2 separate regions of the Macaca mulatta genome follow, and region 1 is linked to region 2. The links are chromatin contacts, called in public Hi-C maps. All regions are on one chromosome and are shown on one strand. The core of a region is the stretch at or near the end of the contact, and the rest is flanking DNA. Distances in the headings are between cores, read along the strand shown. Region 1 holds the start of RAP1GDS1 (Rap1 GTPase-GDP dissociation stimulator 1). Region 2 holds the start of STPG2 (sperm tail PG-rich repeat containing 2).

Region 1 (6,348 bases), core at 335-2,834, 120 kb after region 2:
TGGTATGTTACAGCATCCCTAGGGAACTAGGGATTATTTTGAGAAGCAAACAAGAAGAGCATCCTAAGAGAGTGAGATGCCTGATAGTCTCGTGCATCAGAAAAGTCCCATATAGTTGACTTCAGCAGTTAAATTGTATTTTCCTGTTTTACCAAACCTTTTTAATTATCGTTTCTTACTGTAGAAAAATCACATAAAATCTGCTCTTTGCTTAACAAATTACAGGGCCCCTTCGGATTTGTGTGCTCGAAATACCAGTCACCCAACAGAAACTGATGACTGTGACAATAGGCGACTAATTAAAAAACAAACAAACAAAAAAAGCCCTGTCTCAGCATTGGATTGACCGAGTGAAAGTTGACAGGGGAAAGACACCTCGATTCAGCTATCTTTCTCCCACAGGTTGTACTGCTGACTGCACCCTCTCCCCTGAAGGACTGCGGTCGCTGCGCCTCGGAGAGCGACCAGATTCCGCACCCCACCCAGGAGGAGCCAGGGCAAGATTAGGGTTTCCTCCAGCCTCCTCCCACAGGGCAGACGACCGAAGCCAGCCCCGGCCTCACGCGCATGCCAGGTCGGGAGGACGCCCTCAGTGGGAGCGCCCTGCTCAGGTTCTCCCCGCGGCCGAGTGGTGGTGGGAGCGGGCGGCGGCCCCGGGATCACAGGACCTCCGCCGGGTTAGCTTGGCTGTGCCGCCGCCAACCCAGCAGGACGCCTATTTTCAAGCCTGGGGGACGTAGTTCCTCCCGCTTTCACAGAGAGCAGGATGGAGCCCGACGGCACCCCGGTTAAAGGGCCTTTCCAGCGCCCTCCGGGGAACGGAAGGCCGCGCTCCTCCGGGAGGGAGAACGACACACTCTTCAAGGAAATCCTGGGGCGGGCGCTCTCCTGGCTGCCGGGACCTCTGTTTCTAAGCTGGCTACTGCTACAGCAGCCTTAACTGTCCCAATGACACGCCTGCTATAGAGCACCCTCCCGGCGGCCGCTCCTCGGCCAGCTGCCCAGCGGGCGTCCTCAGGTGTCCCCAAGAGGCACAGGCCTAGTCGCCTACACGTCCTTTCCAGCTTCGTGTCGAGGCGTCAGCTTTGGCTTCCCACCACCCCTCCCGGCTCTGCGGCGGCTCAGCCTCTTCTCCGGTTAATTCTGGCCTGTGCGGCCGGGTCGTCCCGTAAAGAAGGCGGGCCCGGGTTCCGGGTAGGGGGTTGGTGGGTCAGGGTGGGAAAGCAAGGCAGCGGTAAGTCCTCTGCTAGCAGATCGGGCTCAACAGCCCCATTCCCTGCTTTCTCCGGGCCCACCCTCCGCCCCTCAGACGGCCGCCATGAAGATCCTCTGCCGCGGCTGCAGCCGGTCTGCGAACACACGCCCACCCGCACGCTTAGCCTCGCTCGCCACAGAGGGAGGGGTGGAAAAGGTACTGAGCATGCTCGGTGGGGAGGGCGGGGCGCTCGCGGACCACGAGTCGGAGCCGGCGTTCTTCAGGCCGGCTACCGCGCCTCCGCCGCCCGCCCGCTCGGAGCCGCGCCCGCCGCAGGCTGCGCCCGCCAGCCCCGCCCCGCCCCGCCCCGCCCCTCCCCGCCCCCCGCCGCTCGTCCCCGCCGCGGCCGCGCCGCCTGCAGCAGCACCAGCTGCTCCTCCCCGGCGGCCGCCCCCCGCGGGTCCCTCCCTGGCTGCGGGAGAGACGGAGGTAGAGGGAGGACACAGAGCCGCGCCGCCCGCACCGGAGACCTTCTCCTCGCCCCGCCGGTTCCTCACCCTCGGGGAGCAACATGGGTAAGTCATCCTTCCTCCCCCGTCATCGCCTGACATTTTTTTCTTTCTCGGCGTGCTGCAGGGTGGAAAGCATTTCTCGCGCAAAGTTGCCGGATTTCTCCAGTCCCCCGGTGTGAGACTGGCTGTTCCTCCGGGGAGAGTCAGCGCACGCGGAACGCACGCCGGGTGCCGGGGCTGGGAGGGTCCCGAGCGCGGGCTGGGGTGGGGTCGGCCGCGGGCCGGACCGCCGCCCGGCTCCCCGGCACCTCGCCGTCTCGCCTCCCCTCCTCCATTCTTCCTGCCGGTGCCCGGGCACCACGGAGCCTGCCTCGCGGGCTCGCATCCGCGTCTCCATCCCCGTTTCTCCGGAGGCCGCCCGCTTCCTTTTCCCCCGCGTCTGCTGAGCTCGAGGCTCGGGTCCGACCACGACCACTTAATGTAACTTCCTTCTCTGTCAGTGCGACCTTTCCTGGTCGTGGAGACTCCTCATCCCGGGCGGGGAAGTGGAAGCAAGTAGTTTGTGAGGGAGATCTTACAACCTGCACGGAAATTATTTTCCAAGGGGGAGAGCGGACAGCCCCATAGGTTGAAAGGATGACTTGTCAGAGGCCACGAGGAACGTGAGGAAGGATAGAGCAGCTCGCTGTAGAATTAATGCTGGGTGACTACAGTGTGCAATATTCCTGTACTCAGCCTATTTTTTGGATTCCTTCGTCTGTCTTCTGTAGCAGGAAACTGCGCCCTGTAACGTTGTTACCGAACTTACATGGTAGTTATTCTTTCCCAGCTTCCCCCTGTCTAATCTACATAATCTGATTTTACTTCTTTTGTATTTATAGTTAATCTGAAGATACTGGTTTGGATGAGATATTTAAGAGCAAATATGTTTTATAAAACGATATATAAATTTAACCTATTTTTTTTACATCATCTATTGCTTAACTGTTACATTCAGTAATCACAGAAACGTCTGATGAATGCTGTCGTGTAATTAAGAGCTCAAAGTTTCTTTTAATAGTAGCGACTTGTACTAAGTTCCCCAGTTTGCTGCCACTCCTGTCTGTCATAATTTCCTCTTTTTAAAATTTGCTCCCTTGGCATCTGTCAACTGGGACTTTTCCCACCCCTTCTGTGCGAGTTATTTAAAGATTGAGATGAATGTGATCCTTTCATCTGTTAATACAGTGCTCAACACGTTCAAAGTTAGGTTGCGCAACTCAGAATCTTCAAGAAGTATCTAAACCTGGGAATGGTGTCCATAGAGTTTTCTGGAACAGCAAATACTTCAGGCTTTGATCGCGACCTTTGGCCATATATCTGGAAGAGGCCAGGGTTGATGGAGGAGGTGGTATGAATCAAAAAAGGTCTACGGCTCTGAATTTTATTTTCAGTTAAGTGTTTTTTTTTTTTTTTTAATGTGAGTACTCTTGATATGCTGAACAAATTTCTGTAAAAATTGGGTGGGCCGTTTATGCGTGTCTACCCTTTCTCTTAAAGTAGAATTTTAAATAGGTATTATATCAGATTATTGGACAAGCTGTGTATTTCCGTCGAACATACACACGTTTATGTATGTTTCCTTTGAACGTACATACACAGATAAATGTGTGTACGTTCAAAGAAAATACTCAGTATGTCCAATAACCCTATCTGATATTGGACTGTAAGTTCAAGTTTGGCTTGAAAAATACATTTTCCTATGTTTCCAGGTGAGCCTCAAACCATTTAACATTTTAACTTACATGTTAAATCCGTACTTTTTCAGTGGAAAAAATCCAATTTCGTTACAACACTAGTGAATAAAAATACCTGAAAGAGATGAAATTATCTACTTAAATATCATCTTCAAAATCTTGAATGCTATTGCTTGATTTTTAAAAAGGGCCAAATAGAAACCTATCTCTCATTTTGAAGCCATCTCTGATACTCTTTGGTTAATCTCTCTCTCTTCATAAGCACTGTTTGTACCTTGTTAGAAGCTTTTTAGCACTTATATAATCTACCATATAATGGAGTTGTTTATGTGTGTGTGCTGTGCATTTAATCATGAGTCCCAGAAGATGAAAAATGTCCTATTATTTTTTGTGTTCCCCACACTGCTTTTCAAATAGGAATTCAGTAAATCTTTGGCAAATTGTTGAACTTAAAACCACCTATTATTTTCAGCTTTTGCATCTGAAGATTTAGTCTCTGAACAAACATTTGGATTGGCACATAGTATGAACAAACATTTGGATTGGCACATAGTACCTAGTTGGGGGATAAGCAGAAACAGAAAGGTATAATTGTACCATGCTTCCCAGTACACTGTAGGTAGGTTTTGAGTCAACCTCAGGCAATGGTAAGGCAGTTTCATGTATGATCAGTAGGTACATATGATAATTTAAAATTGAAACCTTGGGTAACAGTTTTATATCTGAGCCAAGGAAGTTAGTATTACAATTCATGTACACATAAGAAGGTAGAAGGTATACTGGTTAATGATGGGGGGAGGGAGAAGTGCTTTTTAATTTGTCTCAAGAAATAAATAAGGTTGATTTTTAAAGATGTGCTCGGCTGGGCGCGCACTTTGGGAGGCCGAGGCGGGTGGATCACCTGAGGTCAGGAGTTGGAGACCAGCCTGACTAACATGGTGAAACCCTGTCTCTACTAAAAATACAAAAAAAAATTAGCTGGGCATGGTGACGGGCGCATGTAATCCCAGCTGTGTGGGAGGCTGAGGCAGGAGAATCACTTGAACCTGGGAGGCAGAGGTTGCAGTGAGCGGAGATCATGCCATTGCACTCTAGCCTGGGCAAAAAGAGCGAAACTCCGTCTCAGAAAAAATATATATATATATTTTCTCGTAGCAATAATTTCCTACACAAGAGAGTGAAAGAAAATTCCTATATGACTTTATGGCCATAGCTACTATTTTATGTATATGTCATATTTCAGATTCAACATACGTTTAGTGTTTGTTGGATATCAACAGTGTGCAGTGTACTGTACTACAGTGTACTGGGAGGACAGGACAAAGATAAAAATATATTCATGTTTCATGTTTATAATCTTAGCGGGAACAATATAACACATACACAAATTATAATAGAAGTAAGTATATGAGTTATATAAAAGACTTTTACATATATTATAGATTCAGAGAATGGAGAGAACGTTTTAGAGAAATGGTGTTATTTGAACCAAAGGTGGATTAAACTTCTTAAAGGTGGAAATGAGACTGTTAATCAGAATGGAGTTGGTCTGGGGTTGGAGGAGAAGTGACATAAATGAAAATAGAGAGATAGGAAACATTTTATGAGTTTCCAGGATATGATTAAACAACATTGTTTGACTAGAGCAAAAGGTAAGGAAATAGTGGGTAACAGACATGAAAAAGTAGTACAGTGATAGCTAATGACCAGATAAGGGAGGATCTAAAATGCCAAGCTGAAGAATTTTAACCTGACTTACCTATTGAGAGACCACTAAACTTTTTTATGCAGTTAAGTGATGGATCACGTCTGTGGTATAGAAAAATTTGTCAGTTGAGTGCAGGGTGGCTTGGATGAGAAACTAGAGAACACTTCAGAAGATTGTTGTTGGAGTTCGGACGAAAATGTTTAATGACTTGAACCAGGTTATGGCAATGGGAATAGAATATTGCAAATGAAGAATAGGATTCACTTGGCAACCTATTGAGTATGGAATTGAGAGTCACAGGTTTTAGCCTGGGTGATAATGAGGATATGAGACTCTCCTGATACATACTCAGTTAACAGGAAGAGGAAACATAGATACTCAATTTTGTACCTATTAAGTTAGACTATTTGGTCTGTCCTTTAGTCTCTGCTCCTTGATGACAAGGACGTTGTCATATTGGGATTTGAATACATTTCTAACACTAGTGTCTGGCACATAGTAGCTACGTAGAAAAATTTGTTGACTGACTGAAACTAGATAAAAAATAGTTAACAAACATTTATTTTAACTTTTGAGTGTACAATTTGAGTTAGAGATCTGGAAGTTATCCACAAATATCCTGAGGTGATACTTGAAGTTACATCAGAGGATGAGAGTCAACAAAGAAAAAAAGGAAAATTGTCCATGGTAAGAATCTTGAGGAATGGGGTTCCTTAAGTTTCCCGTAGTTAGGGAAAAAGGAATGATATGATTTCACACTGAAAAACACAGAAGTAAGAGTGAAAGACTGGCATTGGTATATGGTTGGTTTTAAGAAAGAGTGAATAGTCAATAAGGTCTGTTTTTTCAGAACAGTCAGGAGGCAGATAAGGACTGAGAACAGGCTCTAAGTGCTTTGGTTAGGATATTACCCAATATATTTTTCTAAAAAGCCACTTTAAGAGGTTTAGTAGATATGGAGGTCAGTTGTAAAGGCTAGGTGAATAGTAAGTGGAAACAGTTCACTAGGTGTAGTCATGCTGTATTTCTCACCTTGTTTAAAAATCTGTGAGAAAACATAGATTTTTAAAAATATTTTTAACTCACTCTGCTTGACATATTACATTTTAGAAAATATTTTAAAATTTTAAATGTATTTTAATTTACAAATATTAAAAAATTATTTTAATGTTCCATTTTACATGGACTGACGTGCTG
Region 2 (6,710 bases), core at 1,784-4,283:
TAGAAAGATCACTCTTGCCACAAGATAGAAGATGGATTGAAGACTGAAATAAGGAAAAACAAGTAATATTTTATAGGTTTAATTCAAAATAGAAATAATGAGAGCTTGAACTAAGTCAAGGACAGCTAAATGGAAAAGAGGAACTAATCAAAGAGGCACTGAGAAGATAGAATCATTAGGTGTTAATGATCAACAGGAGTAGTCAGGGAGAAAAGAGTCTAGAATAATTCCAAAACTTAAAAGTTTATCATAAACTAATAGGGAATTTTCAAAAAGGGACCGGTATTGCTGGAAAAAATTATGAGCTCAGACACTTAAAACTTTGATGCCAGACTATCTAGGTAGAGATGTTCAAAAAAGTAACTGGTTATGACTCAAGGACATCAACAGCAACAACAACAAAAAAAGAATTAAAAAGAAAAGAAAAACAAACAAAAGTGACTAGCAGTGTTGAAGGCCGAAAGATTAGGAGAAAGCTCATCTTAAGAGACATAAATCACCTATATCTCTTAAGATTTCCTTCTGGGAGTCATCAGAATCAGAATATGGATAGTAGTCTATGAACACAAATGAGAAAGTACATATGACAAAAGCAACAAGCAAAGGATGGAAAGTACAGTATATAAACATTTAAAGATGTTTCAAATGAGAACTAAGTTCTGATTTTTTTTTTTATCTTGCCCAAATTCCTATCTAAGGGGTCTAGGGAGTCATGCCTTACAAACTATAAATTCTCATCAGATGGGTTTTATTTAACCCTATATATCACGACTTACTTTCCAATCTGACTCTGGAATAAAATTATGAGACAAGGAAGAAAGTCAAAATGTTTTACCCAAAAATATATTTCCTTGCCATACCTTGAAATTGCCCTGCAAAGTCTCTCATGGGAAAAAATCAACATTCTATAGAGAATTCCCTTTCCCCTTCATTTTCTTTCCTTTCCAGACACAGGAGATAATCAACTAAGAGCCAGCAACCCTTTTGGGTCTGATAAGAAGCATTTTACAACCTGCGCTTTCTCTCTGAAGTCTGCTATCTGAGCGATTCCTCTGCACAACAAAACTTGGTCTCCACAATCCTTTATCTAACCTGAACATTCCTTTTGATGCCAGTCTTCAGATAAACTCAACCAATTGTCAACCAGAAAATGTTTACATTTACCTATAGCCTGGAAGCCCCCACTTTTGAGTTGTCCCACCTTTCTGAACGAAACCAATGTTATTTATTACGTGTATCTGATTCATGCCTCATGCCTCCCTGAAATACATAAAACCAAGCTGTACCCCAACCACCTTGGGCATATGTTCTCAGGACCTCCTGAGGGCTGTGTCACAGGCCATGGTCACTCATATTTGGCTCCGAATAAATCTCTTAAAATATTTTACAGAGTTTGACTCTTTTCATCAACAAGAAACATAAAAACATTTAAAGAAGGCCATGAAGGACTGCTTGGAGAGGGGGAGAAAATGTTGCCCTGATTCAGCATTTAACAAATGTTTATTAGGTCCCAACCACATCCCAGACACTCTTCCAAGACAGTAGTTGGAAAGAAAAAAAAAAAACAGGAGAAAATGATGTTACATTTTGGAAAGAAGTGTTTCCAAGAAGCAAGTGGTCAGTTGTGTCAAAATGAAGGATTGCAAAGTGTCATAGGTGGTCATTGTTAGCCACCTATGACTATTGTTGGGGGAATTAATGCTTATAATGCCCAACTCCATTAAAATAAAGACATAGAATAAGCTGCAAGAATAGCGATATCAGATGCTGTGAAGCAGTAGAATTCAACATGTGAAACACTGACAGAAGTCAAATTTGTACTCCACCCCAAGAAACCTAAACCAATCCTTATCTGATCAGTCATGTAACAGAATAATGGATCCTGGCATTTGCTGGAAAACACATAGCGTAGGTATGGGGAAAATACAAGTTAAGAAAAACTATCATTTGGACGGTATTAAGCTCCAGAAAATCATCAGAATAGAAAAAGTAGAAAGCAAAATCGATGTATTTATTTTTGCCCACTTCACTGGTCAAAAATATAGCTTTTCTTTACAGAATATGGAGAAAAGGGGCTCCCCTGAAGTGTGTTAGAAGATAAGGATGGTCAGAAAAATCTGTCTGGAAAAAAAAAAAAGGAACTATCTTTAAATAATACTGCAAAATAGAAATATAAGCTGCATCTTAGTAAATAAATGTCTCCGGTCAATGGGAGGAAAGGTGTGAGGCAGGCAGGATTACAAAGCAATGAGACAGTGGGAGGTAAGGGCACAGGATTTGGGGACTCATGTAGTCAACAGAGCCAGGAAATCATCCTAGACCTAAACTGCACAATCAAAAGTAGGATGTAAACAACTATTGTCGAATCAAAAGTCCTAGACATATGCTCACCAGCCTTTTGAAATGGGACAAGTGATACCACCAATCTCAACTGTAAAATAAAAGTATAGTGTTTTCCCTGCCTACTTCATGTTTTGTTACATTTACAAAATGGTGCTATTCCGCTCTATGTTTAACTCACAAACACGCAGAAGGGGAGCGGGCTGAAGATGGGATGCCTGTCACAGGAGATCTGCCTCTCCCTACATCTTACCTGTCGCCTGCTGCTTCAGGAAAGGTACCTGGTAGGATCCAGGACCCACATGGGCCTCAGTGCTGCCACCTTCAGCCAATTTGAGCAGGCGGGGAGCCCGATCATACATAGTGCTCGGGGTGGTGGGGGCGCTGGGGAAGGGCAGGTGCCGAAAACGATAAAAACAAGGCGGCTACAGGTGTGGAGAAAAAGGAAGCCGACACCAGTCTGGGGAGGCCGGGACAGAACTTCTGTAAACAGAGAAATTAGCATTGGGGTTGTCTCCCCGCCCGCTCATTGGTATCAGATTTCCTCAAATCGATTTCTAGCCCTGTGGTAAAGTAGAGGGGTGAGCGACTAGAGATTAGACGTCTCACACAATCACCAGTTTGCCAGGCACGCTCCACCAAAATTGGGGATTAGGGATTAGATGCTCGCCCTGGTGCTTCCGGCCCTGACTCCGCCCACTTCTCTCCGCCCGGAAGCCTGGGGAAGAGGCGGGCCCAGTCTCTAAGGAGCTAGGTAGAGGCGCCTCCCTGGGCCGAGCCCTCGGAGCATGCGCGGTGAACCGTGAGCCTTCCACAGCTCTCTCCACCCGGAGCCCGGCGCACCTTGAAGAAGGCAGGACTAAACGTCGTAGCTCTTGGGATCCCGGTAACTACTTAGGTCTTGAATTTTTTAAGTGTGCATAAGAACCTTAAAAAACGCGTTAGGAAGGGTGAGGACTAACTTGACCTTGATCTGCTTCCCGACTCAACAGAACCTAGGAAAGAAAAAAGCAGTAGCATGAAGCAGAGAGCTTGGGGTTCCGCAAGTTCTCCCGGGATGCTACTGCAACTCCACTCGTACTCACAGAGGAAAAGCACCTCTGATCTTAACCCGTAGATAGTCCAAACTAAGACAAACCCAGGGGTTAGGGCGGTGACAAGAAATGGGGAGCCCAGAAAAAAAATCACAAAGAAGATAAGGGTAAAAAAGAAAAAAAAAGAAAAAAGAAAGAAAGAAATGGGGACCCCAGGAAAGGAGGCGAAAAGCTCACCAACTGAAGCCGGGCAAGTGGCGAAAACTGCCGCTTTTGTCGGATGCCAGGCAACCACAATATTGATTCATCTCTTTATAAAGCAAAGCGAAGGCACTGAAAAAGCTCAGTCCACCCCCACTAAACCATGGGTCTCAACCTTGGGCAAAAGAAACCTAGCTTGTCCTTGGGAGCTTAAGGAATCTATGTCAGAATCCACCTCTGCTTCTCGCAGGCTGTTTTTCCCGGGAAGAATTCTGTCCAGATTCTAAATATCCTCAAAGGCTTAGACGAATCCTACCTTGATCATACCTCACCTCCAAGTGATCTACAGTACTTTAATTTGTTCCTACTACAAGTTTTTATGGTTTTCATATTCTGTAGTACATACACGATTTGCCACTCAATTCTATGCAACATTTACTGTGGCTTCATTGTGCCATATATGTCAGAACCCACTCTTTGCGAGGCTATATGCTTCTCAAGGATGTATCTGTAATACCTTTTTTCCTGTTCAATAGCTAGCTAAATTATTTATGCACTTAAAAAACAAGAATTGGTGTATACTATAGGTTCCATCCCTGCTAAGTTATGAGGATGCAAAAGCATAAGAAAGTCCCTGCCCTCAGGTGTTCTCTCTCTAATGGGGAGAGACGTATAATCCAAAACGAGAGGTGGCAAAGATTTTTTTTTTTTTTTTTTTTTTTTTGAGACGGAGTCTCGCTCTGTCGCCCAGGCTGGAGTGCAGTGGCGCGATCTCGGCTCACTGCAAGCTCCGCCTCCCGGGTTCACGCCATTCTCCTGCCTCAGCCTCCCGAGTAGCTGGGACTACAGGCGCCCACAACCGCGCCCGGCTAATTTTTTGTATTTTTAGTAGAGACGGGGTTTCACCGTGGTCTCGATCTCCTGACCTTGTGATCCACACGCCTCGGCCTCCCAAAGTGCTGGGATTACAGGCGTGAGCCACCGCGCCCGGCAAGATTTTTTTTAATGGCAGGAAAACGAATATTGTAATATTTTGGAAACATCTCACCAACTTCGATTCTCCCTGCATTCTGTCAGAAACCCTCATAATTCTCTCAACGTTATTTTAACCTTATTTTCCAAACTGCCACCTATACCCATTCAGAAGAGCTAGATATTTACTATGACATATTAGAAAGAGTCACAGAGATGAAAGAGAAAAATTCATGTGCTCTGTATGACAATCCAGTGGTGCTTGTAAATTTGCCCGCTATGTCCTTAAGGACATCATTTGCCCTTGATGATCCAAACAAAGCTATCAACCCAAACTGCAAACTCAGGTCTAGGCCATGGTTGCCGTAGGGACTGATGCAGAATTTCATGCCCCGTCTGGCCATTCTGTCTGCAGCAGTCTGCATTATTGTTTGCTGGGATATACATATTTTTGGAGATTGGAAATGGAAATGGTAAAGCCGACTTTATATGCTTTCTGTGTGATTTGATTTTCAGCCATTGAACGTAACCTAACTTAGACAAAGGGAGTTCTTCGTTGCACCCCCCTAGCTCATTTGCAGGCCTCTAAGGGAGAGTTTCTAACTGAGTACCACCTAGGAATACATTTACCTTGCCTGCCTCCTGAGTGAATGCTTTTTCCTCAAGGCTTCACAGAAATGGGTAGTCGATCAGTGGCAGGACTCCAGCGTTTCTGGGTCTTCTGGCCAGATCCTACCTAATTATTACACCACTGACGTACAACCTATATACTCTTCATAATTTGGTAATAATTGGTCTCTCAAAATTCTGCATTCTTAACAAAAAAATCTTTCTTTTAAAAGTTTCTATGAGCCCAGGTGCAGTGGTTCACACCTGTAATCCTGAATCCTAGCACTTTGGGAAGCCCAGGGGGAGGATTGCTCGAGGCCAGAAGTTCAAGGCCAGCCTGAGCAACATAGGGAGATTCCACCTGCACAAAAAGAAAAAAAAAATTAAAAATTAGCCAAGTAGGAGTTTGAGATTACAGTGAGCTATGATGGTTCCACCGTACTCCAGCCTGGAAGACAAAGCAAGACCCTGTCTCAAAAGAAAATTGTTTTAGTATGAAAATTTCTATTTCCTTGATGACTGTGGCTATGCTCTCTATATTTCCCAGCTATTATTTCCTCCTTATGGTTCAGTAATGAGAATGATACACAGTATTTCAAGATTGGAAAATATTTTTTAATGAGAAAAATAAATCTTTCTCATTTTCTCATTGTAAATATTTATTCAATAGTCTGGAATTAGTATACTACTAAAAAAATTAATATGTTAACACAGAATTATAATTACATATAAATATGAAATAATGTGGTTCAGCATTTCTAAATTCCTACAAAAGTTTTGATGCTAATTAACCACACTATATATTTTACTATATATATATATTTTACTATATATTTAAATTTTACTATAAATTTTACTATATATTTAAAATATATTTTACTATATATTTTACTATATTAGTAAAATTAGTACTATATATTTTACTATATTAGTAATTCTATAGATGGAACCTATGTTTGAGCTAAGATTTATTTGAGTTCAAAATTTGAGTTCTTTCCATTTCTCCCTGCTGGCTTATACCAGAATAAACTTCAAAATGAAGCTTGAACAAGAACAAGGCCCAAGAAATTAAACTAATTCAATATTGAATATGTTGGCTGCAATGAAGAACAGAAAAAGCATATTAGGTAAAAACTAAAATCCAAATAAAGTATGGAGTTTAGTTAATAACAATGTATTAATATTGCTTCATTGTTTCTTCCTGCTTGCTAATTCCATCTGCACATACACACACACACACACACATTTTTTTGAAGACAGGGTATTGCTTTGTCTTTCAGGCTGGAATACCATGGCACTATTATAGTTCACTGTAATCTCAAACTCCTGCCTGCTATAGGAGCAAATAGCAGAAACTCTCTGTGGGTTATAGATTGGGTATCTCTCTGTACTTTGTAATTTTTCTAAAAATCTAAAACTTTTCTGAAATAAAATATTAGTTAAAAAACAGGCATGAATACCAGATGAAAATTACAACTAAGTCTTGCATAACTTAAAAAAGAAATAATTCCAATGTTATTTAAAATATTCCATATTATAAAGAAAAAATTCCTT

The links. Hi-C and Micro-C count contacts between places; a contact is called where the count stands out from the background.
Region 1: a Hi-C map of fetal cortex germinal zone shows a contact between it and region 2, with 3 times the contacts expected there. The contact joins the promoter of RAP1GDS1 here to the promoter of STPG2 in region 2. A contact is called at or near these places in 2 of 14 Hi-C or Micro-C datasets (fetal cortex germinal zone and fetal cortical plate).

What each region holds. Positions count from the first base shown.
Region 1 is chr5:107,561,164-107,567,511 of T2T-MMU8v2.0, forward strand. RAP1GDS1 (Rap1 GTPase-GDP dissociation stimulator 1) reads left to right here and starts at 1,585. Exons shown (of 15, transcript XM_078002021.1): 1 at 1,585-1,770.
Region 2 is chr5:107,438,760-107,445,469 of T2T-MMU8v2.0, forward strand. It overlaps STPG2 (sperm tail PG-rich repeat containing 2), which reads right to left and starts at 3,034. Exons shown (of 11, transcript XM_078002688.1): 1 at 2,594-3,034. The coding sequence starts at 2,702. LOC114678358 (a long non-coding RNA gene) reads left to right here and starts at 3,116. Exons shown (of 3, transcript XR_003729722.2): 1 at 3,116-3,226.